2 separate regions of the Pan troglodytes genome follow, and region 1 is linked to region 2. A link is a contact called in public HiChIP or PLAC-seq data. All regions are on one chromosome and are shown on one strand. Each heading gives the region's core, a stretch centred on a gene start, on an enhancer-like site or on the middle of the called end of the contact. The rest is flanking DNA. Distances are from core to core; before and after follow the strand shown.

Region 1 (4,881 bases), core at 302-2,801, 320 kb after region 2:
GCCTCCACATGCACTTCCAGGGCCTGCTTGGGCCTCTTCTATGGGTCTGTCCTGAGTGTTGATAGAACCACTGATGTGAGTACCTGGGCTTGAGCCGTGGCCTGGAGATCCTGTTGACTGTAGCATGGAGGGGGCTTGTGCAGCTGAATGTCTGCATGCAGGTGGTGGGAGTTCTGGAATATGATGGAGCTGGAGGTGGGAAGAGAAGTAGGCTTGGGGCAGCTCTCTCATGCCACCTCATTCTGGCCAAAACTCAGGTTAAACTGTGAAGAGTCTAAATGTGAATCTGCCCTTCAAGGTGGCTACAAAGGTATCTTTGTCAAAGTAGGAGACCTTGTGGCCTCCACGTGCACTTCCAGGGCCTGCTTGGGCCTCTTCTACGGGTCTGTCCTGAGTCTTCTATGAATCTGCCCTTCAGGGCAGATTCATATTTAGACTCTTCACAGTTTGACCTGAGTTTTGGCCAGAATGAGGTGACATTTAGTTTGTTGGCTTGATGGATGACTTAAATATTTAGACATATGGTGTGTAGGCCTGCATTCCTACTCTTGCCTTTTTTTTTTTTTTGCCCCTCCAGTGTTTTGGGTAGTTTTGCTCCCCTACAGCCAAAGGCAAACAGAGAAGTTGGAGGTCTGGAGTGGCTACATAATTTTACACGACTGCAATTCTCTGGCTGCACTTCACAAATGTATACAAACTAAATACAAGTCCTGTGTTTTTATCACAGGGAGGCTGATCAATATAATGAAATTAAAAGGGGGCTGGTCCATATTGTTCTGTGTTTTTGTTTGTTTGTTTCTTTTTTGGTTTTTGTGGCCTCCTTCCTCTCGATTTATGAAGAGAAGCAGTAAGATGTTCCTCTCGGGTCCTCTGAGGGACCTGGGGAGCTCAGGCTGGGAATCTCCAAGGCAGTAGGTCGCCTATCAAAAATCAAAGTCCAGGTTTGTGGGGGGAAAACAAAAGCAGCCCATTACCCAGAGGACTGTCCGCCTTCCCCTCACCCCAGCCTAGGCCTTTGAAAGGAAACAAAAGACAAGACAAAATGATTGGCGTCCTGAGGGAGATTCAGCCTCGAGCTCTCTCTCCCCCAATCCCTCCCTCCGGCTGAGGAAACTAACAAAGGAAAAAAAAATTGCGGAAAGCACGATTTAGAGGAAGCAAATTCCACTGGTGCCCTTGGCTGCCGGGAACGTGGACTAGAGAGTCTGCGGCGCAGCCCCGAGCTCAGCGCTTCCCGTGCGTCTTAGGCCGGCGGGCCCGGGCGGGGGAAGGGGACGCAGACCGCGGACCGTAAGACACCTGCTGTACCCTCCACCCCCACCCCACCCCACCCACCTCCCCCCAACCCCCTAGATGTGTCGTGGGCGGCTGAACGTCGCCCGTTTAAGGGGCGGGCCCCGGCTCCACGTGCTTTCTGCTGAGTGACTGAACTACATAAACAGAGGCCGGGAAGGGGGCGGGGAGGAGGGAGAGCACAGGCTTTGACCGATAGTAACCTCTGCGCTCGGTGCAGCCGAATCTATAAAAGGAACTAGTCTCGGCAAAAACCCCGTAATTGCGAGCGAGAGTGAGTGGGGCCGGGACCCGCAGAGCCGAGCCGACCCTTCTCTCCCGGGCTGCGGCAGGGCAGGGCGGGGAGCTCCGCGCACCAACAGAGCCGGTTCTCAGGACGCTTTGCTCCTTGTTTTTTCCCCGGTTCTGTTTTCTCCCCTTCTCCGGAAGCCTTGTCAAGGGGTAGGAGAAAGAGACGCAAACACAAAAGTGGAAAACAGGTAAGAGGCTCTCCAGTGACTTACTTGGGCGTTATTGTTTTGTTTCGAGGCCAAGGAGGCTTCGGGAAGCGCTCGGTTTCGGGGACTTTGATCCGGAGCCCCACATCCCCACCACTTGCAACTCAGATGGGACCGGAGGCGGTGTTAAATGGGGAGACGATGTCCTAGTACGAGCTCTGGTGACCCCAGGGCTCTGCGCTGCTGCGCTTGGGGCTTGCCCGGCGGTGGAGACCGGGGAGCATCTCTGGGCGTGGAGACCCGGGCGCAGTACCCCGGACTCAGAGGGGTCGGGGGTTCGCGGGCGTGCTGAGGGCGCTGCTGCCGGGTGGGGAGAGCTGCAGGTCCGGCACCGAGCGCTGCTTTGTTCGGAGGGCCCTGAGCTGGCTAGAAACCCTTCTGGTTGCAGGTCGGCCAGTACCTACGGAGACAAATGCCAGCACTGAGTCTTCACTCGGTTCTTAAGAAGCTGGTCTGTTCTGACCTGGGAATTGGCTATATGCTCCCCGGGACTGGAGCGGCACAGTCCCGGACTGTGAATCCGGGAACTCGAGTTGGAGGTGTCCCAAACGGTCCGTGGTGCTATTGCTCACTAGAGGCCTTGGGTCTTTGTTTGACCTGAGGGGTAGGGAGGTCCTGCCTACAGTCTCCGTGCGCTCAGCTGAGCTGGTGTCCCTGGCGCAGAGCGCGGACGAGTTTTGTTTCCTTTCCTTTTTTTTTTTTTTCTTTCCTTTAAGTCTCGCTCTGTCGCCCAGGCTGGAGTGCAATGGAACGATCTCCGCTCACTGCAACCTCCGCCTCCCGGGTTCAAGCGATTCTCCTGCCTCAGCCTCCTGAGTAGCTGGGATTACAGGCGCGTCACCACACCCAGCTAATTTTTGTATTTTTAGTAGAGACGGGGTTTCAACTTGTTGGCCAGGCTGGTCTCGAACCCTCGACCTCAGGTGATCCACCGGCCTCGGCCTCCCAAAGTGCTGGGATTACAGGCGTGAGCCACCGCGCGCGGCCGAGTTTTGTTTCTTTTAAAAACAAGACTTAGGAGAGCCTGCGGAGACCCGGAGGTGGGGTGCCCAATCCTGCCTCTCCCACGTTCCCTGCAGCCCCATCTTCCAGACCGTTGCCGCTGGTCTCTCGGGGCAGCTTCTGCCTGGGCGCAGATGGGGAAGCTGGGCCGAGGTGGTGCCGTGGAATGACCGGGAGTAACCCCGGCGGACGGCGCAGAACTCGGAGCTCCGCCGCGGGGCTGGGCTGGGCTCTGCCGTGAGGGTGGGGTTGCTGGGCGCGGGGGCTGCGGTGGCCCCCGGAGACTGGCCCGCAGCGCCTCCTGGCCGGAGGACCTAGGAATCGGCCGGCTCTACTAGGTGTCTTTGCTCGCGGTTCCGACTGTGAATCCGGTGAAGACCGGTGGTTGCAGACGGGGAGGAACTATGAGGTTGAGGCGAAAGCCCGTTTTTTTTTTTTTTTTTTTTTTTGTTAGCGTGTTTGCCAACTCCCGGGCCATTGGTAAAGCAGGAAGGTTCTTGGGGCGGCGGACGGTGCCAGGGTTATGTGTAGGTGCCTCTTTAGGTATATCTTTTATCAAAAAGAAACAAAGAAATAAGATTAAAAATAAACAAAGAAAAAAGTTGTCTGGCACTGGCAGTAATTGGCCTGCCTTTGCAGCACTGATACCATTAGCTTTTAAAATCCGACTTTTCATTGACATTTCAAGAAGAGAATGGGTAGTATATACACATTCATCTCATAGTGGACAAATTTCATATTTAAAAAAACCTTCTGGGTACTGAAATCAGGAAGTCACTTGCCCTCCATGGCCGAATCCCTGCTTCCCACGAAGAGAACCTCACAAAAATTTCCCCCAAGTTAAAGAGTGGAATTTTCTTGATGTTTTTTTCTTTCTTTTTTTTTAACGGCCGTAGGTAGTTTAGAACCCAGACTTAAATTATGATCTTCTTTTCAAACAGAACTTAAAGTCCTTAAGTTTTCATCTCCCCTTTTATTTCAACCTATTCTTCTCATACCTACCACAAAAATAATGGAGGCTTTCTGTTGAGAAACTTTCCGTTTCTGTTGAGAGTATCATTCTCTTGAGAAACTTTCTCCTAAATCAGAGAAAGTATGGAAGCATGGAAAGTATTCCTGAGTAGAACCTCTACAGATATTACAATATTTTTCAAATACAAAGTTTCCATTGTCAGCCTGTTTCCCAAGTGCTTCCACAAACCATTAAATAATTCCACAAACCATTAAAATAATTAATGCTAGGGAATTTTAGGAAAACATTGGTTTACAATCAGAAGGACCGGGGAAGAGGGTCTTCAGCCTTCACGATGACTACAAGCCATTTAAGGGACTAGAATTGCTACTGTTGTCAGAGCAATTTAGGAGTCTGTATTTGAGCACCCGCATAGTGTTCCAGAATGACATATCTGACTGTAACCTGGACACCTGTGATATGTTGTCTCCCCTGCAGATGAGCATTTGAAATCTCAACCCTCGTATTTCTACGAGTGCAGGCCTATAATGGACCCTGGACACATTTTTTTTTTTTTTTTTTTTTTTGAGATGCAGTCTCGCTCTGTTTCCCAGGCTGGAGTGCAGTGGCACGATATCGGCTCACTGCAACCTCCACCTCCTGGGTTCAAGAGATTCTCCTGCCTCAGCCTCCTGAGTAGCTGGGACTATAGGCGCATGCCACCATGCCTGGCTAATTTTTGCATTTTTAATAGAGACAGAGTTTCACCATGTTGGCCAGGATCGTCTCGATTTCCCGACCTCTTGATCCACCCGCCTCGGCCTCCCAAAGTGCTGGGATTACAGGCGTGAGGCACCGCGCCCGACCCCTGGACACATTTTGACTTAGAACATATTTTCGGTTTGTGTGAGACAGTGCATTAGTGCAGGATTGGAAAAGAGTGATCAGGAATTGATTGTTTTCAAGGGTTGGTTCCTTCTGCTCAAGGAAGTCCCATTGTAAACATAAAAAAATGAATGAAACTGAAGAAGTTCAGTGACTTAGCTTTTTATTATCTTCTGTAGTACTTACCTTTTTGGAGAGGAGTTGGTTGGGATATTTTTCCATTAAAAATTTTTTTTTTAAAGGGATCTTCTC
Region 2 (4,984 bases), core at 2,129-4,628:
TACTGCTGAGAAAAGCTAAACTGAACTGCAGATTACCTCAAAGCACACTGTTTTCACGTGTTGTGTAGGTTGTCATTAGAGTTTGCAGACAAGCTCTTTTAAGATGTTGTAGCCACTGCTCCATCTAAAACATACACATTAAGCAGGTCATCAGGAGCAAAGGAAAACCTTGAACAATTTTGCAAGCTGATGGTACCACTGAAAGAACAGGAAGGGATATAGAAAAGGCAGGTAAATTTTAACTTAAACAGTCCAGGTTTGAGTTTAGAAGAGGATGGCTTGGCAAAATTAATCAACCAGCCCATAGAATTTACAAACAGTGGATGGGTCAGGTCTAGATTCACATTCGATGCCACTTGCCAGCCAGAGGTTCAAATATATGTCTACATATTCCCTCCAGTGACTACTGCTGAGCAACTATTAAGTACAAGGTACAGTGAGGCACTGCAGTAGATACACAAATAAGGAAAACAAAAACAGTTCCTGTGCTCAAGAAGCTTACAATCCAGTAGAAGGCATGAAACAAACATATTCTGAGTGAAAATACATTTGAGACCCCTGATAGGGAGCGGTGGCTCATGTCTGTAATACCAGCACTTTGGGAGGCCGAGGTGGGTAGATCACCCAAGGTCAGGAGTTCGAGACCAGCCTGACCAACATGGCAAAACCCTGTCTCTACCAAAAATACAAAATTAGCCAGACGAGCTGGTGCATACCTATAATCCCAGCTACTTGGGAGGCTGAGGCAGGAAAATCGCTCGAACCCAGGAGGCGGAGGTTGCAGTGAGCTGAGATCGCACCATTGCACTCCAGCAGCCTGGGCAACAAAGCGAAACCCAGTCTGAAGAAAAACAAAAAAAAGAAGAAAATACTTTTGAGACCCCTAAGAGAGGCTGGAGAAGATGTGGAGTTGCAACCCTATTTTGTTTAAAAACACATATAGGAACAACAGTATTCTAAAACTGGTGATGCTCCTGAAAGGAGAGTTAAAATACCAGCCGATTAGTAACATTTCACAAATGAAGAAGGATGCCAAAAATCTCAAATAGGAAAAAAAAAAAAATGACCAGCTCTTTGGCACAAAACCTGCTCCTCAATGCTCCACTGAACACTACAAGTCCCTAAAGCGGAACTTAAAAGCATGTGACAGCTGTTGATTGGTTATAGGAATCCACAGGAAAAAAATGCACCCCTTGGGTGCATGACATGCATCCTATCTGTGGAACAAGGCATGTTCTACAGTGAGAGGAGGTAAAAGAAAAGAAAACGTATACGATATAGCATTCTGAAAAGTATGACGTGGAGCTAGACAAATGCAAGACCCACTATCGGTTTTAAAGCAGAGTTCTGATGCAGCACCCATCCCTCCCAAATTTAACTGTTCACGCACTGAACAAGCTATCCATAAACTATCAATACTTTTCTGTCTTAAAGGCATTTCACCACCAAAAGGGAATGTAAATTAACTCAATTCTGAAAAGAAAGGCAATCTGAAAAACACCTTTTTGGTGAAAATTATATTTAAGTAAATATTAAAGAGCACCCAACTAGACCCCCACAAATTCCTAACCAGTTGAAAGTTATGTGCAATTCTACACCTTTATATGTTAATATGAAAACTCTGATATACCAAGCCTCTCCCTCCTAACACCTCTACGTATAGTTTTACTTTGCTATTATAACTGAATAGGAATCTTTAACTACACCAAAAAGCCTGACTATAATGCTAGCAGAAAAAAAAAAAGCTAACGGGTAAGCAAACACTCAAAAAAAAAAAAAAAAAAGACTGGAGGAATAGGATGATAGGATGGATACCTAATAAAACACAAATGTCCCCAATTCATCTGCAATTCTAGTCATTTTCTCTCTAACAGATCTCAGATTTTCAGAACAAGTATGCAGGTTATTTAAAACTGAGTTATATATAGTCATTTAGCAGCAGCAAAAACACTTCTGGCATTATCACAGATGCTAGATTTCTGGAGGAATTTTTTCCCCCCAAACTAGCATTTTTCTTCACCAAGAACCAACCATCCTTTATTTCTAAAAACAAGAGCCCTTTTCTGCCCCCTAAAACAAACAAATCACAGTCCACAGTTAATGAAACTACGCTAATGAAACTGTGAGATTACATCCCAGGCGTTGTCAGAGCCTATTTTTCATACACCACCACAAGACAGTTTGATGCAGTATTCCTGATTGCTTTTTATAGTATTTGTAAATACACTCGCTAAACCACTAAATTAGGTAATTTACAAACAGGTCCTCTCAGTTATTAGTGGCCAGTAGTCGAGTTCTATTACATTTGATTCTCGTACAGTTGTCTAAACATTTCCACCCAGGTTAAGGGCTCGGATCCGAGAGAAGGAGGTTGGCGAAATTTGGATGGGGGCAGGGTAGAAGCTGAGAGAAATCTCTGCATCTCAGCCCTCAGCGACAACATTCAGCCAGTGCCCACAGAAAAACTAAATTCGGAACCTCTTCCTCCTGTTACACTGGCAACAAAGAGGGAGTTTCCGTAGCGCTCCCGTCACCCACCAGGTGCCCAATCTCCTTCCCAGCCCAGAGTCGGCGCTCCCGCAGGGGCCTCCGAGTGCGCGGAGGCCGCGGGGCCCGGGTCACGGCACTAAGGGGGGATGGGGTGCAAGCGAGGTCTGCGGAGCGGGCCGTGGAAGGGCTCCGGGACCCGCTGAAACCATCTGAACCCAGCCAGGGGGCAGCGGGCAAGAGAAAAGGGACAGAATATCTAATGAAGCAGAAACTGGAATTCGGTGGGAGAGGTGAAGAGCTCTTGCTGGGGGTACACCTGCGAGGAGCACAGAAAACGGGCGGCGGATGGCGGGGAGACTCCACGGAGGTGGAAGAGAGGAGCCAGGCCCGGAAGAACAGGGAAGGGGATGCCACCTGGGGCAGAGGAGGCGCCAGTGCAGCCTCTACCTGCAGGCGGGCGGGACGGGCCGCTCAGGTGTGACTGGGAGGAGGGGGCCGACTGGGGAAGGGGCCGGTAAGAGCTGAGGGCGCACTAGGCGCCGCGCAGAGGCGCCTGCGAGTCGGCAGCCGCGGAGCCAGCGCACGGGCATCGGCGGGACCCGGCGGACGGAAAGGCGGAGTGGGGGTCTTTGGACTGCACGGTGCGCTCAGGGGAGGCTGGGGACAGCGAGAGGTATCGGGCGGCGGCCGCCCGCCGCGCGACGCGGCGCACGGGAGGCATCCGGGCGGGCGGCCGGGAGGCGGGAGCCCCTCACCTGCGCGGCGGAGGAGGCGGAGCTGCAGCAGCCCATGGCGGGGCCGAAGGAGCCCGGAGGCGGCGCCGGGCGCGCAGCTACGCCCCGGAGCCCCTCGGCATGCGAGCCGGCGGGCGCCCGGGGAGGGCGCGGCCTGGCACCGCACGGCTAGGCGGCGGCGGCGGCTGCAGCGGCGGCTGGTACTCAAGAGGCGGCGCGGCTAGGGGCAGGCGCCGGCCACATCCCCCGGCGGCGGCGGCGGCGGCGGCGGCGGCGGCGGCGGCTACGCGTCTCCTGCTCTGCTCCTGCTGCAGCAGCTGCTCCCCAGCGGAAAGGGGCGGGCGGCGGCGGCGGCGGCGCCTCCCTCTGTCCCCCCGCCTCCCGCCTCCCGCGCCCAGTCCCTCTCCCGCTCCCTCTCCCGGGCCGCCGCCTCCTCAGCGCCGCGCGCGTCTCCCATCAGACTCCCCGCCCCCAGTGCAGCGCCGTGCGGGTGGCAGGGCGGCGGCAGCCAGAACAAGGCCGGGCCCTTCCGCGCGTGTCAGAGGCTGCGCGGCGCCGGGCTTATTTAGCTGTGGCACCGAGGCAGCTCTCTGCCTCGAGGCTGGAGGGCAACGCGGTCTGAGGCAGCCAAAGACCGGGCCAACTCGCTGCCAAAAAGGGGCCGGATTGCTTCCGGATCTAGGAGGCAAGCGGGACTTCTCCCTCTCCCTACTGGACGCACAACTCAGGATCCTGATGGCTTCTTACCGCTCCGTCGGCTGTTTTTTTCTCCAGAGGAAAGCGTACACAAGAAACCTTTCCTGGAGAAGGAATAGGTGATAAGAAGACGGGAAGAAACAAGCATCTGTTGCTACTGTCCCCATTTTGCTGATGTGGAAACTGAGGCTTGAAAGGGACCAAGAACCTAATGAAATGTCCCCAAGGTTGAAATGGTAATAAATAGCCAGAAATGAGGAAAAGGCAAAAAGTTATCCAGGCGCGCAAGTCAAAGCCATACTGGATCTAAGCTAAACTTTCTTATACAGGATAGTCTACAAAAAACAATAAGGGGACATTAATTTATTCATATTAAAAATACTTACTGAAGACACACTACGTTCCAGTGACTGGTACTGGGAATAAAGAGGCGAACAAAAGAGACTTAACAAGTTCCTGTTGCTAAATCAGTAAGACTCAAGGAAGTAGCAACAAGTTAGAGTAGACGTGGTAACTACCTTCAAGAAATTTACAATTCCAAACGAGTCGTTAGGAAATACAGTATGAGGTGAAAACAGTTAAAAAGTGAAAGAAATAAAACTACAGATAATGATGTTTAAAAAAACCCCCACATTATCAGGCACTGTTATAGCCTTCATATGTCATTTCATCTTGTCAAAGAATGTCTCAAAAGACAGCCACAGGAAAGAAAAGAAAAACTTTATTTGCAAAGCTTCAAGGGAGTGAGACTTCCAAAAGGACTGATTGACCAAATATGAGACATCAAGTTTTAAAGATTAGTTAAAGTGTAGAGGGAAGAAAAGAACACAGAATTAAATTGACTTTACATGCACTGAAAGGGAATCTAAGCCAAGGAAAGTTGGAATGGTAGCCTGTAAGGGGACAGCTACAGAAAGGGCCAGGGAAGAAGAATTCCTAATTGATGTTTTCCTATGCCATTTCCTGAGTTCGTGACTGTGGACGAGTTATCTCTCCAAATCTCATTGTCCTCTTCTGTGAAATGCTGGTAGCAGGGATGACTGCAAAGGCTTGTGGTCAAGATT

Evidence for each region. HiChIP or PLAC-seq counts read pairs in DNA pulled down with a chosen protein or histone mark.
Region 1: an H3K4me3 HiChIP or PLAC-seq map of stem cell-derived excitatory neurons shows a contact between it and region 2, with 6 times the contacts expected there. The contact joins the promoter of ABCA1 here to the promoter of SLC44A1 in region 2. A contact is called at or near these places in 1 of 7 Hi-C or Micro-C datasets (stem cell-derived neural progenitor cells) and 1 of 1 datasets of contacts at active chromatin or transcription factors (stem cell-derived excitatory neurons).

The regions. Positions count from the first base shown.
Region 1 is chr11:33,505,945-33,510,825 of NHGRI_mPanTro3-v2.0_pri, forward strand. It overlaps ABCA1 (ATP binding cassette subfamily A member 1), which reads left to right and starts at 1,552. Exons shown (of 50, transcript XM_016961357.4): 1 at 1,552-1,772.
Region 2 is chr11:33,181,983-33,186,966 of NHGRI_mPanTro3-v2.0_pri, forward strand. SLC44A1 (solute carrier family 44 member 1) reads right to left here and starts at 3,379. Exons shown (of 16, transcript XM_009457052.5): 1 at 3,246-3,379. The coding sequence starts at 3,281.